Regions from separate parts of the Ovis aries genome. Here region 1 is linked to region 2. A link is a contact called in public Hi-C data. All regions are on one chromosome and are shown on one strand. The core of a region is the stretch at or near the end of the contact, and the rest is flanking DNA. Distances in the headings are between cores, read along the strand shown. Region 1 has its middle 41 kb from the start of MTURN. Region 2 has its middle 8.6 kb from the start of GARS1.

Evidence for each region. Hi-C and Micro-C count contacts between places; a contact is called where the count stands out from the background.
Region 1: a contact with region 2 is called in a Hi-C map of hypothalamus, with 3 times the contacts expected there. The contact joins two enhancer-like sites. A contact is called at or near these places in 3 of 16 Hi-C or Micro-C datasets (hypothalamus and tail adipose tissue).

Annotation. Positions count from the first base shown.
Region 1 is chr4:67,708,852-67,712,582 of ARS-UI_Ramb_v3.0, forward strand. No RefSeq gene overlaps it. Among named protein-coding and RNA genes, the nearest start is that of MTURN, 41 kb to the right of the region's middle. Within about 2 kb of position 1,255, at least 9 of the 54 cell types and tissues checked have an H3K27ac peak or open chromatin away from gene starts, as enhancers often do. A contact at or near this core is called in hypothalamus, where this site is marked.
Region 2 is chr4:67,298,100-67,301,875 of ARS-UI_Ramb_v3.0, forward strand. No RefSeq gene overlaps it. Among named protein-coding and RNA genes, the nearest start is that of GARS1, 8.6 kb to the left of the region's middle. Within about 2 kb of position 1,997, at least 13 of the 54 cell types and tissues checked have an H3K27ac peak or open chromatin away from gene starts, as enhancers often do. A contact at or near this core is called in hypothalamus, where this site is marked.

The DNA.
Region 1 (3,731 bases), core at 5-2,504, 410 kb after region 2:
GAACTGTAAAAAATAAATGTCTGTTGTTTACAAGCTAGTCAGTCTATAGCTCCTATTATAGTAGGTTGCACTGATTAAGAAACTTTAATAGAACAATGTCACATCAATCTCTCACTGCTGGCTTGGAGGCACATGAGCCATTTTCCTACTCTCCAGCCTTCCTTCTCAAATGGGGCCTTTTCTGAGCCTTCCTAGAGATGGTGTGCAGCCAGGCAGCCTTGGAGAGCAGCACAAGCCACCAGAAAGTGAGTGTCTTGTGTTGGGGGGTAGCTTCTCTCTCGACTTGGAAATTGCACAGAAAGTAGAAGGGGCCACAGCATATATCCTTGCCTTCCCACCAGGACGTGTCTGGGGCCAGGGCTGCTTCATGACTACCTTATCTGCGGATGACACTTCCTGGAGGATCACCCAGGGATCATGGGGTAGAAGACCTGTGCCGTGCATCCTCTCCTGGGAAGGGTGTCAGGCTCACAAACTGGGTTCCAGGACGACAGCAGGAAAGGCTGGATGAAAAAGTGATTCCTCATCTGTCATTCAAAGCAATGTCCAACTCTTTGGACTCATGCCCCGTCAGCAAATGGCTGGAACAAAAAATAAATAAAAACAGGGCTGTCACCTGGGTAGCACCCTCCCTGGGGTCAGCACCCTGGACCACACACCCAGGGTCTCACTATCTCATGCTGGCAGCCTCGGGCCCACACTGGCAGGTGGTGGCAGCAAAGTGGACGCCTTTAGGACAACTGGGCCTGTCTGTGGACACTGGCCCACCAGCTCCCACTTGGGAGTCTTGCAGCATTAGCAGGGATGGCTGTGAGTGCACCCAGCAAGGAAAACACCAGGTGTCACCAAAGATGAGCCAGTCAAACACATATGAGACACCCCAGAGGCCAACCTCAGGGTATTTGGGGTGAATCTGAGGAGGGCTGAGAACCGCTAAAGTGAGCATCAGAGCCAGAGAAATGAGAACTTGTGTCTGTAGCTGTGGCTCTCTCCTCACCCGCAGGCTGGCAGGTGTGGGGAAGATGAATGACATCAGATGAATGTCCAGAGGTTGGGAAACAGAATTAGTCACCCTGCCAAGAGGATCAGTTCCCTAGTTTCTGCCTCCTTGTGACATCACTGCTCCAAAGCATAGCACACTCTGGCACCAGATGAGAAGTTCTATTTCTAGAAAATCCACAAAAGTGCCATTGTCTTGATAATGAACTAACACACCAAGGTCATTGTATCTCCCAGCAGCTGGTCGGCCCAACTCCACATCTGTAAAGCTCTCCCGGGGCAGCAGGCAGGACCGTCCCCAGGAGAGGAGGTCCAAGCGGCAAACAGCATTCCTAACTCAGTGTTTGTTGTCTTGTGTCAAAATTCTGTCTGGAATCTCCAACACTAGCTTTCAAATGGGATTTTCAAGAGCATGTGGCCAACGTTGTTTATGCTTTTCCAGAGCTAGAGAGTGTGGAGTCAGAGCAAGGTTTGAAATGCATCCACGGGAGTCAGCTTTTGTGCATTAAGTAAAGGTTTGGCCAGAGTTCTGAAGGGACTGGACCATGTGGCTGGGCTGGATGAGTTCATTAGCACTGAGCTGGATGTTGGCTCTGGCTCACTGATGGATAACAGACCTTTTTTCAAAATCCTGGGAGGTGGAGGTCAAGAAGATGCTTCTCACTCACCACAAGAAGGGTGCTGGTTTGTGTTTCCTTCACGACAAGGGCTTTACACCAAGCCACTCATATTCCCTTACTAAGCACTTCTTGTAACCGGTTACAGGAGTCATTTGGGAGCTGACCAGAGTCAGAAATACTCTTTGAAGGAAGGAGAAAATCAAGAGAACTGGAGAGTTTAGCTCTATCACCAAGTATTGCCAAATCACCAAATTTCTTTTTGCTTTTTTTTTTTGGCTGCATGGCAGGTGGGATCTTAGTTCCCTGAGCAGGGATGGAACCTATGCCCCCTGCAGTGGAAGCATAGTCTTAAGTCCTGGAATGCCAGGAAGTCCCCAAATCACCAATTTCAACCATACTGTAAAGAAAGCTACGAAATGGCATGGGTTCAATATAAATAACGCTTTCCTTCACGAATTTTCCTATGAGTTAAGACTACTTGCAAAGATGAAGGACATATTTCTGAAGTAGTAATGTTGTCTATGAAAGGACTGCATTACATCTCCATGTTAAATTTAGATGAAGTTTGAATGATAAAGGGCTTTCCTAGTGGCTCAGACGGTAAAGAATCTGGCTTGTACTGAGGGATACCTGGGTTCGATCCCTGGGTCAGGAAGATCCTCTGGAGAAGGGAATGGCTACCCACTCCAGTGCATCTTTGAGTGAGATGTGTAGACGCTTGGTCAGGATTGTTGTGGTTAGGCAGATAATCATGTCACTGGATGGACTGGGATGCAGTGGTAGTTGTTAAGAAAGGGTCACTGTAACGGCTATAGGCATATGTCGTGTGGGTTGATGGGAGCTGGGTAGGTGTGTGGGTGCATAGGTACAAGCCGAGGTGGCTAGGCATGTTGCAGGGTGGGATTACGTGAGGCAGGTAGTGTGCAGCAGGGTGGGATGGAGCTAGGTAATTTGGCTGTGCCGTGGCAGATTGGGACACGTATTCTTGCCTGGGAAATCCCATGGACAGAGGAGCCTGGTGGGCTATAGTCTATGGGGTGGCCAAGAACTGGATGCAACTGAGCAACTAACACTTTCACTTGAATGATACAGGGCCCAGTGGCAGGTGAGGTGGGAGAGGAGGGAGTGGAGGCCCGTTGGGTGTGGTGGCAAAGCCAGGCCTGGGTGCGGTGAGGGTGGGGGTAGGGGGGAAGTCCTCAGTAAGGGGCCCCTGGTCAAGTGCAAGTCCAACCTGAAATCCCATCGCAGAGCAATGTCGGGGGAGGCTGTGTAGTTTGTGTCCCTTCAGTTGTTAGATTTCCATTTCTGATAACAGGGCCTAGGGGAGTCAGAAACTGTTAAACTGGACATTTTCCAGACGCGTTTTAAGTTGATTCTACTCAAGAGTTTGTCTTTTTATAGCCCCTTGCAGCCCAAGTGGCCGGTACCATTTCTGAACAGAAGAAACTCAAAACTGAAAAGACCAAAGCTATGTAGGAATCAAGACGCACATCCAAATCCCCTCTTTTCTTCATTGCCATGTGACACTGTCTGTCCCCTTGTCTTTCTGATCCCGTGCAGTTTCATGCTCCCTGGAGAATTCCTACACTCAAAGGTCTGGTGTTGACTCAGCTCCTTCGTCTGATGCCAGCATCATTCGGAAAACAGGAAAGCTCGGCTCCTGGGATCCAGCACCAGTTCTCTGGAGCCACTTGCCAGCGAGGATGCTTGCTGGGTCCCACAGGATCCGAACCATGAGGGATTATGTAGGATACTGGGGACCTCAGAAGCAGGAAAAGCAGGTTTGAGGCACCAACATTTCTAGGGGATGTGATGTGGCCGGCTTTTTTTCCCCCACATTAATGGAGGAAACAACGGCAGAGATCATCCAAACCAGCAAGTGAGACTCAGAGTCGATGGAATTTGCCTTTGAAGTGTTTTCCAATCCGCACACCTGAGAAGTACACAGTGATGCTGGGGTTACTGAGGGCGTGTGGGAAAGGGAAGTATTGGGAATTTGGCATTAGCAGATGCAAACTAGTATATAATAGAATGGATAAACAAGGTCCTATGGTACAGCACAGGGAACTATATTTATCCTGGGATAAACCGTAATGGAGAAGAATATGAAAA
Region 2 (3,776 bases), core at 747-3,246:
GATCAACCCTGGGATTTCTTTGGAGGGAATGATGCTAAAGCTGAAGCTCCAGTACTTTGGCCACCTCATGCGAAGAGTTGACTCATTGGAAAAGACTTTGATGGTGGGAGGGATTGGGGGCAGGAGGAGAAGGGGACGACAGAGGATGAGATGGCTGGATGGCATCACGGACTCCATAGACATGAGTCTGAGTGAACTCCAGGAGTTGGTGATGGACAGGGAGGCCTGGCGTGCTGCGATTCACGGGGTCGCAAAGAGTCGGACACGACTGAGCGACTGAACTAAACTGAACTGAATGATGACAAAGAATTAGCCATGAGAAGACCTGGGGTGATAGCATGTGCAAAGCCCTGAGGTAGGAACCTACTTGGCCTGTGTAAAGAACAGTAAGAAAACCCATGTATCTGGAATGTGAGTGAAGAGAGAAGTAAGAAATAGTATCAGAGAGGTAAACAGAGACCAGATCATGTAGATCTTGTTGGCCATGTAAAAATAAATCATTTATTTTCAGTGCAATGGGAAGTCACTGAAACATTTGAAGCAGAGGAGTCAATGGTCCAATGTGTCTTTTACTATGTCTGACTGTGTGTGGAGACTGAGCTAGAATGAGATAAGAGTGGAGGTGGAGAGACCAGTTAGAGATAGTTACCTGTAGTTGCCTGTTCGATTGCCTGGATCAGAATAGTAATAGTGGTGATACTGAAAGAGGATGGGGCTTTTCAAGTTTCTATTGGAGTATAATTGATTTACAGTGTGGTGTTAGTTTCAGGTGTACAGCAAAGTGGATCAGTTATATATAAACCTATATCCTCTCTTTTAGAGAAAAGGGGATTGGATTTAGGAAATATTCTAAAGGCAGAGCAAATCAGACATGCTATAGAGAGTTGTGTTGGAGGACAAAGGAGAATCAGGAAAAGCAAATAACAAAAATGGACTTGTAAGCCAGTGGGTATATTTCCTGGTGTGGAAAAAAAAATGGGAGAGGTGCAGGGTTCCTGCATCAGAGGACAGGGATCCAAAACAGAGGCCGTAGATTAGACCTAAGGATGAATATGGTGATTAAGGACAGGAGAAGGAGGTGGAGAAAGTGAGAGGCAGACAAAGCTTAGGGGTAAGGGACTCCCCTTGTGTTGGTTTTTCTGAGAAGGAGTAGGTAAAGTCATTTGTTGAATGTGAAGAGGAGGGTTGCAGGGCTGTAACGAGGAGGGTGGAGAAAGTTTGTAAAAGCCCTTGTGAAGAAAAGTAGAGTAACCCTGTTCGGGCGGCAGGGCCTTCCCCAGTGGCTCCGCGGTGAAGAATCCGCCTGCAGTGCAGCCGGCGCAGAAGGCACAGGTCGATCTCTGGGTCAGGGAGATTTCCTGGAGGAGGGCAGAGCATCCCACTCCAGTATTCTTGCCTGGGAAATCCCTTGGACAGAGAAGCCTGATGGGCTACAGTCCATGGGGTGGCAAAGAGTCAGACTTAACTAGAGCGACTTAGCACGCACGCACACACCACCCCCCGCTAAAATATGTTGAAATCCTAACCCCTGATACCTCTATATGAAATCTGCAGGTTCTGAGATTACCCAGAGCGTCTTTTGTTCAGACAAGTCTTGTCTGTCTTCACCACCTGGGTTAAATGACTCCAAAGAGAGCTGGAGTCAGGATACGAGGGAGTAGTCCCCCGTGCTAGACGGAGTCCTCCAGGATGCAGACGTCAAGACAGGGTGAAGCGCATAAGGATTTTATTGGGGGGAGCTCCTATGTGAAAGGAAAGAGGGAGGAAGCGAGGAAAGCCGGGAGAACCACCAGGCCACAGGGAAGTCTGACCCCATGGGGAGGAGAGAGGGAGAGACAGCCGAGTGAAGCATCCTAGCCTGCCCTGTAGTCTAAGGAAGGTTCAGCAAAGCCCCTGGGAGTTCGGGAACAAAGTTGATAGTAGGGGAGTCCCCTGTACTCAAAGGAACCAGCTGCCTTAGTGCGTCAGCTGCGCTGTCAGTGGCAGGGAGCAGCCTGTAGGGGGCGAGCTTTGGCAGAGACTCAAGGATTTCAAAGAGCCGCAGCTGTGGTAGGAAGTCTGCCAGGTGTATTCTTGTATCGCCACGCCTCCCATCAGATCACCATCTAATCCCGGTCTGGACTGTTTGTTTTTGTTTTTTTTTTTTTTCCTCGTCCTTTCCAGGTCCTTTGAGTTCCAGCTAATGGAACATGACTGAAATTTGTTGTACATCACTTCCCAGCCTATGTACCATCCTCTATGCCTTTCCCTTTTCTGCTGGTTGGGTCTCAATGTCCATGTGTTAAGGATGGCAGAGGCTGGTGCCTTGGCGGCTATGGGGAACAGAGCCCCTCCCTGACTCCTTTCTGATAAGCTCTATGGTCTGTTGACACCAGCAAAAAGTGAGTTTCCATTGCATTTGAACTATGATACGTTCTGGTATTTACCAGAGGAGTAGACTTGGGCAAACTTCAGGAGATGGTGAGGGACAGGGAGGCCTGGCATGCTGCAGTCCATGGGGTCAGAAAGAGTCAGACATGACTGGATGACTGAACAACAAACTTGCTCTAACTACCATCCTACCACTGCATCACAAGTGGGAAAGATGGTCAGATTATCTGGGACACAGGAGGAGAGGGAGGGTAGGAAGAGCATTTGATTTACAAAAGTTCTGTCTGTCCATGACTTCTTAGGAGTGTGGAGTTAGACTACACACAGGCTGGTGGGGAATCATCCCGAGTGACTGGACTGACTGGTGGTCCTGGCTGTCTTCCTGGGTCAGGGTCTGTCTAGCTTTCTGATGCCTCTACTTCTTTACCTTCTCCTTCTCTGGCCATTTGTTGTCCAAGCTCAGCCGTGTGCAGACTTCCCAGGGGCCCCACCCTGGCTTTCTTCCAGCTCACAGCCCCAGGATCCTAAGAGATGCTTCCCAGACCTTAGTGTAGGAGGAAGGCAGTGCACATCTGGTCTCTGTGGGACCTGAGACAAGGCCTTTCCCCTCTCTGGCCTCAGTCTCCCCACTGAATAATGGGGAAACTGGCCCTGCTAACCTCTAGCCCCTGACTGTTTTTACTATGGGTTTGTGAACCTGCAACTTAGGGAAACACATGCTGAGAAATGGAAGGAGAGCAGACTTCCCTCTGTCCAGCAGAGGGGAGCATCTCCCCACAAACCAACAGCTCCGCAGAGCCAGGGCTGTGACATGCATGTGGAGGCCGGGCCTTTTGGGGCATTCTTGCAGGAAGTAGCCTCTGAGCAGGTTTCTGAGCACCAGGGACCCTGCCCCCAGAACGTGACCATAAGGAAGCCCTCAAGCCCCTTCTCAGCTCTTCCCTAAGGCAGTCAGACCCTCCATACCTGTCCTGTAGAGAGTTGGTCAGTCTGTACATATCAGTGGAACTCTGGCTTTGCCAGTTAGGTGGAGAGGGGGAAGCTTATGCAAGCTGGGAAGATAGGACGACAAAACCAGACAGATAAGCATGAGGCTCACCCAAGCTAGCTGTACGCCTAGGCCGACACGGCTCCAGCTGGACAGGACCTCAGACTCCCAGTTATGGTTTGAGTTGTGTCTCTCAAAAAAGATAAGGCCACCTTCCACTGTGACCTCATCTGGAAATAGAGTCAGTGAAGATATAACTAAGTTATCATTATGACTTGTAAATTGAATTTGTCCTGGTGTATGGCGGCCCTTAATCCAATGTGACTGGTGTCCTTGTAAGTAGAGGGCAATACGGGGGAAACGTGGCCACGGAGACAGAGGCAGAGATCAGAGTTGTGCTGCCAAAAGCCAAGGGGCA